2 separate regions of the Rattus norvegicus genome follow, and region 2 is linked to region 1. A link is a contact called in public Hi-C data. All regions are on one chromosome and are shown on one strand. Each heading gives the region's core, a stretch centred on a gene start, on an enhancer-like site or on the middle of the called end of the contact. The rest is flanking DNA. Distances are from core to core; before and after follow the strand shown.

Region 1 (6,633 bases), core at 1,220-3,719:
CCGGCTCTGGCTCGGGGCTTTCAGAGATACGATCTGGAGCTTTGGGACTGGGGTCCAGGTCTTCTGGGTCTGAAGGAAGGTCTCCATAAAGGGGCCTAAGACTCTTGTGGCCCGGGTTCCTAACCAGGACGGAGCGCCTCATCCTGGAAGTAGAACCGCGTGCGGATTCCGGAACGGGATCTGCAGTATGAGGACAGGAGGTTGGTGGAGGGAGGTTCTGGGGGAGAGGGATCTGGCCATGCCACACTAAAGTCCCTGGTGAATGTACATGGTTCCTGCTCTTGTCTTTAACCACAGGAAGAGTTCTAACCCATGTCCTACCCAGGATTTGGACCAGAAGGATTCTAATGGGACATATTGGGACCCTTACTTTTCACCTCAAACCTGGATGGGGGCCATCTTGGGATCTTGTGTTTAAAAACAGGGCCTTGTGCAGCTCCAGTTGTCTATCAACTCATTACGGAATCAAGGATGACCTTAAATTTCTAATCCTCCTGCCTCAACCCCCTGAGTGTAGAATGACAGGGAGTGCACAACCACATTCAGCTCATGTGGTGCTGGTTTCCTGCGTGGTGAGCACTCTACTATCTGAGATGCATTCCCGGCCCAATCCCGAGCTCCGAGGGGGAACCTGGGTGTTATGGAAGGCAGTACTAAGGTCTGAACTGCCTAAATCTGGGGGAAAGGGTGTCAGGGTTCTTTTTTCCTCCTCAGGTCAAGGTCTGAATTCTTGCCCTACCTTATTAAGTGGTAGGTTCCTGGTAAAGAGGGGGGCTTGTGAGGCTTGTCTTACGGAAGTTGAATGGGTAGCAGTAAGGGTGGGAAGTTAATGATTCTCTAGTATTCTGAAAACTGCAGGGACCCTTGTTTGCTTCCAGCGAAGAATTCTAGACCTCACAGCTTGGGTGAGAGACATTCTCTCCTACACCAGAGGACACGGGAGAGGAAACCCAAGCTAGCAGTGGTGGCACACATCTGTAATCCCAGCACCTTTAGGACGAGTCTGGCAGATCTGGCCAGCCTGGGCTACAAAATAATAACGGTTTTCAAAATTAAGGGGGGGGTGCATACGTGGCCCTCTCCTAGGGAAAGGGACGGAAGGAGCACTAAGAATTCCACAGCCAGAGGGGGGGGGCGGCGGAGAAATTGGTTATTATAGCAATTTTCCAACTGGCTAGAAGATTGTGGATTTTAACCCCCTGGTGATGTGCCTGCAAAAAGAATCGCTGGGGCCCTCTGCAGTTCTAGAGCGAGCTGGAGGGTGGGGCAGAAGAGAGGTGAGGAGGAATGTCTCCAGGGAAGGGAATTCCTGAACACACAGACTCCTCGATGAGGGTATGAGGACTGTGTTGGGGAAAGCAGCAGACGTGGAGAAAGAGTAACACACCTCTACCTTGGGGCTAAGTGTACTCTTTGTTGGGCTGGGCTCCTGGGGATTGGGGAGACCTACCTGACCCCAACCTTGAAGCCAGGAGACAATACGCAGAAGGGAGTGGAGTTCCCCCAACAGTTTCTCTACCCAGGCCCCACTCCTGGAGATTAGTGGGCAATACCTGGGCCCCCCACCCAGGTTTCTGGAGGCAAGGTATTTTTAGATTGCCTTTGAAGGAAGCAGCTTCATGAACTCCCATCTTGGATGGAAACTCCCATCTATCTCTTAGATTAAAACCCTGTGGAGAGGGCAGGTGCACCCCGATCATCTCTTGGGAAAAATGGGCTTCCAAGGCTGTACATCCCAAGACTGGAGGTGAAAGCTAACAATAACTGGGATTTTTCTTGGGATCCTTGAGGTAACACGACACCTCCCTCCTAGACACACACATATACACTATGGAGTATAAAGTCCCACATCGGAAGAACAATGCCCCAGGCTTCTCTTGGTTTCCAGAGAGAAACCCCCTATCACCTCTTGAAGTAAGGAGTTGTCCTGCTCTGTGGGACCCAAGCTAGCGGGTGCCTCCACCCATCCGGATCTCAGATTCACTGTAGATTAGGGGGTGGTCCTGGCGTTGGCGGGATAAACGTACTAGGCCTGAGCTCCTCGGGACCCCCCTCCCACCGCATCCGCCACCTTGACCCCCCAAGTCGAGCGCTGGCACCATGCACTCTGCAAGAGGTGCATAGAGGTAGCCTGGGGCCGCGCCCCGCGCCCTGCCCTTAGTGTTGGGGGTCTCCTCACAACCACCTCCCCCTTTTGTCCAGCCTTCCCCAATCCGTCCCGATCCGCTTTCGGGGTCACTCACCCGATGCCCCTCGCCCCTGCCCGGCCTGGCTGCACTCGGGCTGGCCAGCCGGCGTCTCCCCGCCCCAGGCTTGCAGGAAACCCCACCGCTCACCAGCCCCGCTGGCGGCCCCCTCGGCCCAGCGGCCCCGCCAGGCGCTCCCGAGGAGCGAGAGGGGCCGGCCGAGGGCCGCTGCGGGAGCTGCTGGGACTTGTAGTTCGCCCGCGCCCTCGGCGGCCGGAGCCATCGCTGCCCCCGCCCCCCGGGCCAAGCCTTTGTCCCGGCTAGGGCCACCCCGGCTGGGGCGCGTCTCGTCTTTGTTTGCACCCTACCAGCCCGCTCTACCCTAATCCTAGGTGACTCTTCCGGCCCCTTCTCCGACCCTGATCTTGACTCTCCATCTGTAACCCTGACTCTATCTGTTTATCTATCTTCCATTCTGTCCTCTCCTCTCCATCTTTTTTTCTTCATCTCCTTAAAAAATTATTTGATTCCGAGCCTATGCGTGCCGTGTTGCGCATGGGGAAATCAGTGGACAACTTGCAGGAGTCTGTTCTCTCTTTATTGGAACCGTGATCTGCATGCTTGGCCGTGCGCCTATACCTGCTGAACTATCTCTCCAGGCTTCTGTTTTTCTTTCTCCATCTCTACCAGAATCTATTTTTTTCTCTTTTAATTTCTTTGCCTCTGGCCCAGCCATTTTCTCTGCCTCTGCCCTCTTTTGTCTCTGCCTGTCTTTGTCTTGTCCTCTTGTTCATTTCTCTGTCTTGTTTCAAACACATAAGCGGGGATCGGGGAGCTTTGAGAAAGCCTGCCATTTAAACATACAGTGTTATCTCAAAAAGAGTTTAGGGCTATCAGAATGTATCAGATGTTTTGTGGTGAGACTGGTGGTTAGAGAGGTGACCCAGTAAGTAAACTGCTTGTTGCAGAAGCTTAAGACCTGACTTGAGACTTTTGTCACCTATGTGGAAAGACAGTGGTGGGTCTAGCTTTGAGAATTCTAGCTTTGAGGTGTCTGAGGCAAGAGGATCCATTCTAACTGAATCAGTGAGCTGCCAGGGTCATTATGAGACTGTCTCAAAAAGTAAGGTTGGAGGGCTAACCAGGGGGCTCAGTGGGTAAAAGGGCTTGCTGAAAGGCCAAGGACCCGAGTTTGATTCCTTAGAACCAACATGATGGAAGGATCGAACTATCTTCCGACCACACCACTACATAAATAAATGTAATTAATAAAAATGAAAGTGGGGACCAATTGAGGTAGATACTTGAAGCCAATCTCGGTAGTCCACATAGATGTGTGTATGTAAAAGTTCTCCCCACCCCTGTCTTTACTACACACGCACGCACACACAGGCACGCACTCACGCACACGCATGCATACGCACGCATGCGCGCACACAGCACGCAACGCACGCACTCGCATGTACGCACGCACGCACACGCTCAGTTTTTTGTTTTTTTTTTTTTGTTGTTGCTAGCAGAATCTTTCTTTTAGGTAACCTTTCGCTCTCTGATCCTTCCATGTCCCTAGCTTCCTATTCAAATGGCAGGTGACACCAGAGGCAGACCAGGAGGCTGGACCAAGAGCTGATTTCTGGAACACCTTAGCCAGGACTGAGGAAGGCTTCAAGCCAAACTTTAAAGACACAGTTCCCTCCACCGCAGAGGGAATAAAAACAAGCCCAGGGGGAGCTGGCAGCTGGACCGGATGTTCTTGCCTCAGTATAAACAATGGTCACAGGGCAAAACAGATGGCACAGCAAGGCCACCCTCTGACCGTATCTGAAGTAAGATAGACACAAGAATAGGTTGCAACCGGAACAAGGACCACACATCCCCTCTTTCCCCCACAACACAAATGACTGCCCCTGTTTGCCAGCCACGGCCCACACTCTTTTTTCAACCCGCCCACATCTCCGGGATAAAAGTATAGCTGGAATCCCAGTTACAGACTTCACTAACCATAACTTTCCCTAAAACCACCCAGCACAAGTCGGTGTCACGCCCCCCCACCTCCCACAGACGTCTCCCAACACCCCCTGCTGAAGAGCCTCCTCTTTTCATCTTGGGAGGTTTCTGGCTGTACACAGACATTAGTCTCTCCACCCCCAACCCCTTTCCTCTACAAGGTCTCTTGTTGCCCAGGGCGGCCTCAAACTCACTGTGTAGCTGAGATGTCCTTAAACCTCTAATACGTTTGCCTCTCAAGTGTCTGTCTCAGTTCAGATATGACCAGAGGGTAGATTTGCTATTAGGCATGTCCCACCCCACCCAGGACCCTGTGCATGCTAGGCCACAAAGCCACACTGAGCCACACCGTCCCATTCCCTTTTTGCTTTTTTTTTTTTCTTCTGGTTTTGCATTTTTATTGGGGTTTATTATGGGCAGGAGGAACTGCCACCATAAAGTATGCCCCTCCCACCAAGCAGGTCCATTCTCATCCACCTCCCGTGCCTTCTGCGACTTTTTCTTTTTCTTTGTGCTGCTCTCTGTGCAGCTAGCAGCAGCCTCAGGCTCCTCAGAGAATTTCCTTTTCTTCTTAGGGGCTTTTTTTAATGTCAGGATGGCTCCTCAGTTAAGAGGATTGGCAACTCTTGCAGAGGACTCAGATTTAGTTTCCAGTGTTTACACAGCAGCTCACAACCCTCTGTAACTCCAGTTCCGGGGGGATCCGACGCCCTCTGATGGCTTCTTCGGGCATTGCACACAGTGCAAATACCTACACGTAGGCAAACACTTATATACATAAATATTTTTTTAAATAATGTGTTTATCGTGGAGAAGGCATCAGTGTGCAAGTCAGATGACAGACAACACAGGAGAGGCAGTGCTCTCCCTTCAGCATAGGAGTTCCAAGAAATGAACCCAGGGCCAGGCTTGGCAGGAGGTGCGTTTATCCACTGACCTGAGACTTGGGAGACAGAGGCAGAAGGATCAGAAGTTCATGCTTATTCTTGGCTATATAGAAAAGAAAAATATACCAAAAGAAAGTAAGAACAAGATGTTCCCAAATAAAACCAAGACAAAGGACTCACGGCCTGGAAAGAAAAGGAGATTGAATTGTGCAGTGGGTCAAATTTGGAGTTGGCTGGACAGACAGCCAAGAAAAGAGCCACCGCATATAGGAACTATAAAATCAATAGGGATTCTCCGGGCTGTTAAGTGCACACCTATGTGAATGTACCCAACCTCCCTGTGGAAAATATTCCTCAGGAAACTAGAAATCTGCTATGTAGGAAGAACAGTAAAAAAGCAGTTTCCTATTTCACTTTGGAACCTTAACAATATGGTTTTTTTTCTTTTTTCTTTTTTTTTTTGGAGCTGGGGACTGAACCCAGGGCATTGCGCTTGCTAGGCAAGAGCTCTACCACTGAGCTAAATCCCCAACCCCAGCAATATGTTTTTGATGTTGTGGTTTAAGGGGTTTTGAAGAAAAAGATCAGGATGTTGGACAAAGCCTTGAGTGTGGTCTTTTCTTTCTTCCTTTCTTTCTCCTTTTAAAATTTATATGAATTATTATTATTATTATTATTATTATTATTATTATTATTATTATTGAAGGAGTGCTCTGTGTATGCATGTATACTGCTTGCCAGAAGAGGGCATTAGTTCTTGTTATAGATGGTCGTGAGCCACCATGTGGTTGCTGGGAATTGAACTCAGGATCTCTGGAAGAGCAACCAATGTTCTGAACTGCTGAGCCATCTCACCAGCTCCAATGGGTCTTTTCTTGTTATTGTTTATTATTACTATGTGAGCCAGGGCATTTGTGTGGAGGTTAAAGTGTAAGTAGCTGGTGTTAGTCTCTCCCGCCACCACATGGGTCCTCAGGGTGAAACTGGGGTGTCCCCAGCTGGTCACAAGTTGTACCTGCTAAGCCCTGTCACTAGCACCTTCAGTGGCTCTTAGAAGACAAAAGCCTCTTGTACACATTCTTTGCAGAAGACAAGATGGTTCCTGCACCATATGAAATAGAGCAGAATTCTCTGTCCACACTAACAGAACAAAGTAATGAGGTAGAGAAAACACTAGGGGTTATCAGAGAATGTCTGGGGGGGGTTCTGGATGCCTGTCTCTGACATATCAAATACTCCGATTCCACAGAACCTAAATGTCATTTCCAGTAGTGAGAGCTCACAGCAGACTGTATTTATACTCCAGTTATGGCTTTCAACTAGACAGATGGTCTGGGCACATGTAGGTCTGTTGCTAGGAGACAGGACCCAGTAATATTTGCCCCTAGACTGAAAAGACTGTGATGTGACCAGGCACCGTGGTGTATACCTTTAACCTAAGCACTCAGAAGGGAGAAGCATGCAGACTTTTATTAGTTCAAGGGCAGCCTGAGGTGAGAGCCGGAAGGATGGCTTAGTGGGTAAAGATACTTGCCTGAATTCAATCCCCACTC
Region 2 (6,633 bases), core at 2,956-5,455, 190 kb before region 1:
TTCAGACTCTGCTTAAAAGAGGAAATGTGGTGAGCCCCACTAAGTTAAGCTCTCCATCTCAGGCAGAGTCAGAAGGGTGGGACTTCATAGTCATCCTTAAACACAAGCAAGGTTGAAGCCAGCCCGTGCCTGCAGAAACCTGTCTCGGAATAAATTGTTTAAATATTAACCTTAAAACCCTCTAAAGTTTCCAGATGAGAGGCTGGTGCAACACTGTTCTCTCACTGTGATCCCTGAGGCACCCAGCAGCTCTCTAGAATGTACCAGAAACAAATTCTTAAGAACACCCAAAACTGCGGAATCTGACTGTAGGGGTATAAGACCTGCACTTCTGTTTTGTTCTGAAACCACCTGAGTTTTTAAGTCCTTGGGGTGACTCTGACGCCCTGGAGTACCGTTTCTCAAAATAAGGGCCCTGGGGAAACCTCTGAGAATGGGGCTGGAAGGCAAACTTGTGGTCCAGGGAGCCTAGGGGTGGACCAGTGATTCTGGACGTGGGACAACGATGCTGACCCTGATGTCGGTGCTGGTGCTGATGCTGACGGTGCACAAGCCACTCTGAGTACAAACGTCTAAAGGGAGAGTAACCACATAGATGGTTTTAGACACAGCCACGCCCTCCTTTACTATCTGACTTTTGGAGTTTTTTTTTTTTTTTTTAAGAACAAATGGAGATTTGAGGAAAACTGAGCTTTGAGGGAAGAGTACCCCTGCCTCCCACTTGTTTAAGAAAGAATCCTCTGCTCCCACCACTGATCTCAAACTTGCTTAGCAGAGGATGGCCTTGAACTTAGGATCTTTCTCCCTCTACCTTCCTAGTGCTGGGATGAGACAATCTGCACCACTATGCCCATTTTATGTGGCGTAAGGAATCAAACCCAGGGCACCCTACAAACTAGGCTATGGCGCTGGCATTTTGCCAGGCCCTGGTTCCTCTTAGCCTCATATCCCTGCCCCTCCAGACTGCAGGCTCCACTGACAATTCCATAGGTGTCCAATTTCCCCAGTACATTCAAGCCTCCAACCTTATCTGAAAGCCACAGGCCAAGTGAGCCCAATGTCCGGTTCCTTACTCTCCGCCTATGCCTGACAACTTTGCCTTCCGACTCCCTCAGTCTGGGACTGGGGACCAGGATCAGGATATGGGCAGATCTGACGCCCCTACACAACACACAACACAAACTTGGAAACGGGATCTGCTCAACCTTTATGTCCCGTGGGGTCAGCGTCCCTCCAGGGCCCGATCTCGGGCAATAACAGCCTCTTCAAACTTGATCATGAGTGTGGTCCCCTTGTGCCAGTGCGCTGTAACTTTGGCGGGGAAGCCGCTGTGCGTGAGCACAGCCTCCACGATGCCCGCTGTGAAGCTGGCACAGTTCAGCGTGCTGTTCTCCTTGGGCACGGAGATGTAGGTGTTAATGAGAGGCTCCCTCTCAATGATGTAGAAAGTGCGGGCGTCGTCGTTGGCCTGCTCCAGCTTGTCCGCCTCCTTGCCGAACAGTGCCTTCCACACCGCACCCTTGACGAACAGCAGCGCACCCAGCACCTTGGTCTCACGCCGAGCACCCTTTTCACGGGCCACCAGGGCATCTAGGACTCGGGCGCCCACCTGGCGGCCCAGGGCAGCCAAGCGTGCCTGGAGCTCTGCCACAGAGAAAACGCGGCTCTGACAGTGCTGCACCAGCTCGGAGAAGAGAAGGGCGAAGGCGCTCAGGCTCACCTCAGTGCGGGGCCGCACCAGTGCGCGCTCTAGGAGCGCCGACTTCCCGCGTGTGAAACGCGCCTCCATGATGCAGTCCTGTAGGGAGACCAAAAGTCAGGGCGATGGGTGGATGAGGCGCAGGAGGAGAACCAGGATACCCATATAACCCATCTGTACCCGCGCTAAGCATTATAGTGTCAAACAGATGAGAAAGAGAGTAGACATTAAACTGCTGGTAAAACACACCCCATAATTTAGCAAGCAAAGCACAAATACCAGAGTGAGGGCCTTACAACCTTGCCTGCCAATGGGGGAAAAAAGAGAGATGTGGACTTCAAAACATGTACTGTTCTTGCAAAGCACTTGAATCAGTTCCCAACTCCCACTCCACATGGCTCACAACCACCTGTAAGTCCAGCTCCAGGAAGAATCAATACCTCTGGCCTCTGACTGCACTCACACGCACAAACCCATACTCAGACACACACCCATATAATTAAAAAGAACTCTTTAAAGGGAAATAACAGGGAACAATAGAAACTACCCCAAAGTTGGAGACCCAAGAGACTTCTTAGTCATGAAAAGCACTTGGGGATATGGCTCCATCGGTACATGAAATCCCGTGTTTGATTCCCTGAACTGCATAAAGCCAGGTATGGAGGTACAATTCCATAATCCCTGACTGAACTCAAGAGGTAGAGGCAGAGGCAGGAAGATCAGGAGTCTGAGGCCACTCTCTGCTACATATGGAATTTGGGACCAACCTAGGCTACATGAGACCTTGTCTCTTTAATAATAAAAAAAAAAAAAAAAAAAAAAAAAGCTGGAGAGAGGGTTAAGCAGTTAAGATCATTTCTTGCTCTTATAGAGAGAATGAGTTTGAATTCCAGCACCCACATCACATGGTGATTCTGTAACTAGATCTAGGAGATCCTCTGACCATGGAGGACACCAGGGACATACATGGGAAACACACACATATGCAGGCAGAACACCTATACACATTAAATAAAGCGAGAAGTCTTCCTAAAGAACTATCCCTGGCAAGATGGCTCAGAAGATAAAGACGCTTACCTGATAACCCCAGTTTGATCCTAGGACCCACAGACTGGAAAGAGAGAACTCGCTCTCAAAAGTTGTCCTCTTACTTCTGTGCACACTCACAAATGCACACACATACACACAAACATGCAATGGATAAATTTAAAAAATGTAATTTTTAAGAGGTTGGTACCTGGCAGGGGAATGGTTAAAACTTAAGGCACACACCTTTAATCCCAACACTCAGGAAGCAGAGGCTTCTCTGTGAGTTGGAGGACAGCCAGGGTTGTTACACAGAAAAGCTGTCTCTCCCCCCTCCAAAAAAAAGGAAGATGGAGTGCATACAGAGAGGCCAGGAAACTGTGGAGGTGCATGCCTGAGCCCCAGCACTCCAGAGGCTGAGGCAGGAAGATGGCAGAAAGTGCCCAGCCTGGGTGAGTTGCAGCACTGCCTAAACCACAGTGAGACCCTGTTCGTCTTCACTACTTAGATATAGAAATACCATGAAAACACAGTCCCTAGAGTTCCAGAGGCGGACGGTTCTGAATATGGGCATCACCACCCTGAGGCTGAATAAAAAGAATGAAGCTATCTGAGGGCCAGCATTCGACTGTGGATGCAATGCCAGCTGCCTCACGCCCCTGCCGTCATCTGTCAATGGTCAAATTAACAGACTTTTCCCTCTTCCGGTTGCTTCTTTCGGGTATATATGACCGCAGCAACATAGAGAAAAGCACTAACACACTGTCTTTAAAAGGGGGGTCGGGGGGAGGTTGAAGAATGGAGAGGGGTCAGAGGACACAATGATGTTTTCCCTAGTTGGCATGTGCTCCTGCCCAATCCCTCCAGGAAAGCCTGAAAGGTATGTGACAGGGGTGAGTCAAGGCCAAGCCAGGAAGGGATGCAGAAAATCACCAAGCCTACAACCTGAGCGCGGGGAGCGGCGGAAGTGTCTATTTGTCACGAAGGAAGCCGTTTCCACGGTGACCCTTAACTCTAAAAGACATCCCGTTGGGAACTCACGCTCCCACACTCTCTAGAAAACTGCACGGGTGATGGGGAAACTAGTGGAGGAGCCAGGAGGAGGCCTCTGGGCCTCCCATGCCGGCAGCAGGGAGCCAGCCACAACTGTGAATGGAGACCAAAATGGAATCCGGAGACTGGGGGCCCTGACGTCTCCAGGTGAAGCCTTCATCGCTTCTTGGGGACGGGTTGGAGCCGACAGCACGCCCCTACAAAGCATGTCCCAGGGGCCGGGTCTTGGGGGATTAGGATGGACCGTCCGGCTCCCCAACTAGGGAAGGGAGCCATGCACAACGCTCCACTCGGCTGCTCTAGGACGCTCGGCTGGGACCGCGGAACCCGCCTCACCCCCAGGAAAACCCAAAGCAGACTGACCCGGGAACGCTGCTCGGGACACACAGAAAAAAGACGAGGCCCGTGCGCGCCGGCCCGGAAAGGTCTCAACCGGAACTGTGCCGCGGTGGGTTCAGCGGAACTTCTTGGTGGCGTCGTAAAAGGCCCCTGAGTGCGCAGGCGTGTATGAGCTCGCCGGTGAGTACACGGAGGGCGGGGCGGGGCGTGGCAGAGAGCGGCCGCAAGGGGGCGCCCGTGTCCCAGCCCAGCGGCCCAGAGCCCTGGTCTGCACTGGGTCGTGAGGTCTTGCTTTAAGAGCTGGCCTTTGAGCAGGAGGGTAGTATGCAAAGTATTCTGTCCCAGGAGCACGTGCATGCTCTCGGGCACGCATTTTCTTATGTATGTACGTGAGCCGTGGATGTGATGTATGTACACGCAATTTACTCTGACGCGTGATTTTTACCTGTGGGTGAAGGAGCACACTTTGAGGGCATTTTTCCAACTTTCACAGAAGGTGTAGCTACAATGCTTTAGTAGTAGTAGTAGTAGTAGTAGTAGTAGTAGTAGTAGTAGTAGTAGTAGTAGTAGTAGTAGTAGTAGTAGTAGTAGTTTTTTTACCTGCGGAGGCATCTGACCACCCTTATATTTCCTTTGTGTGTCAGTGTGTGTCCCATGTACCCAACACTCCTGTGTGCAGAGGTTGACGCTGAGTGGCTATCTCTACTGCTCTTGGGGGTTATTTTAAGATAGGGCGTAACTACTGAACCTGGGGTTACCATTTCTGCTAGCTGGCAAGCATCTCAGAGAATCCTTCTGTCTGCCCCACAAACAGGTCACTGGGGGCTCTGGGGTTACAGGAGTGTACCAACACACACAGCTTTTTTTTTTTTTTTTTTAATGTAGATACTCAGGATCAAACTCAGGTCTTCACGACTCTACCTTATCTATTAAGACACCCCCCAACCCCTTACTGTTTTTGTGCCGTGTATCGGTTGATTGGTGGTTGTTTGAAGCAGCCTTGCTGTGTAGCCAAGATGACAACCCAAGCAAGGGGATGTGTGGATAGCTGATCTTGATGAGAGGAGATACAAGAGGAGGAAGAAATGCAGGTCGTTTTCTCCTGGAGTCTATTCCTATCTCCAACCTGCATGGGTCAGCTGCGGACTTAATTCTTTGTATTACAGCGCTGGGGATGAAACACAGGGCCTCGCACTGAGGAGGCAAGTGATGGGTTACAGATGAACCCAGCCCCACGTGTTTAATTTAAAAATTCCTAGGACTGACTGAGACAGACGCAGATACTTACACCCAACCACTGGACTAAAGTCAGGGACCCCTATGTTTGAATTAGGGGAAGGATTGAAGAAGCTGAAGGGGAGGGTATACCCCATGGGAAGCCGTTCTGACTCTCTTCTCTCCCTGACTCCTTTTCCCTTTCTCCCCTCTCCACATGTTCCTGGCTAGCCTCTCCTCCCAGCTTCTCCCTCTCCGCACGCCTCTCTCTCTCTCTCTCTCTCTCTCTCTCTCTCTCTCTCCCTCTCCCTCTCCCTCTCCCTCTCCCTCTCCCTCTCTCCCTCCTTCCTTCTCTCTCTCTCCCTTCCTCCCTCCCTCCCCCTCTCTCTCCTCACTTCCCAACTCCCCTTCCCATGCCCTAAATAAACTCTAGTCTGTACTACCTCAGGGGAAAAGGATGCCTCCGTATGGGCCTGCCCCTCCCACCCAGTATAGTGATCCCTGGCTCATCAGACATATCCTTGGATATCACAACAGATGCATGCAGAAGTGTGCGTGTAGACAGACACAGGGACACATACCTTAAATAAATACCACTATTTTGTACTCATGGGAGCAGATGCAGAGCCCACAGTCGAACGTGGGGCTGAGGAACTCTGTGAAAGAGGGGGAGGAAGCCAGAAGGGTCAGGGATAATGCAAGGGAACAGCCCACAGAATCAACTAACCAGGATCATAGGTGCTCACAGAGACTGAACTGACAGTCAGGGAGCCTGTGTGGGTCAGACATGGGTCCTCTGACTATGTTAGGTCTTGCAGCTTGGTGTTTGTGTGGGATTCCTAACAGAGGGGCTATCTCTGACTCTACTCCTAAAAAGGAGTCTTTCCCTCCTATTGAGCTGCCTTGTCCAGCCTCAGTATGTACCTAGTCTTATCGAAGCTTCCTTGGTTGATATCCCTGGGAGGCCTGCCCTTTTCTGAAGGAATGGATCTGGGGGAGAGGGAAGGTGGGAGGGAGGGCCTGGGACGAGAGGGTAGACGGTAGAGGAGGGAGGTGAAACAGCTGTGATATCTGAGAGAAGAATTAAAAGAACTATAAGAAGAAATGCAAACAACGTGGGGTTCCCTAGCAAAGAACACAGAATTTTAAAAATAAAGGAGTAAATCCCAGAGGCAGGTGGCTCTCTGTGAGTTTGAGGACAACCTGGTCTCCACAGGGAGTTCCACACCAGCCATGACCACATAAGGAGGTCCTGTCTCAAAAGAGGAGAAAGAGGAGGAGGCCGTGTGTCTGGAGGCCAG

What was found. Hi-C and Micro-C count contacts between places; a contact is called where the count stands out from the background.
Region 2: a Hi-C map of frontal cortex shows a contact between it and region 1, with 4 times the contacts expected there. The contact joins the promoter of Trappc5 here to the promoter of Zfp358 in region 1. A contact is called at or near these places in 2 of 12 Hi-C or Micro-C datasets (frontal cortex and mammary epithelial cells).

Annotation. Positions count from the first base shown.
Region 1 is chr12:6,346,102-6,352,734 of GRCr8, reverse strand. Zfp358 (zinc finger protein 358) reads right to left here and starts at 2,469. Exons shown (of 2, transcript NM_001108328.1): 1 at 2,244-2,469; 2 at 1-180. The coding sequence starts at 2,469.
Region 2 is chr12:6,533,167-6,539,799 of GRCr8, reverse strand. Trappc5 (trafficking protein particle complex subunit 5) reads right to left here and starts at 4,205. Exons shown (of 2, transcript NM_001108850.2): 1 at 4,142-4,205; 2 at 644-1,798. The coding sequence starts at 1,789. The coding sequence ends at 1,223.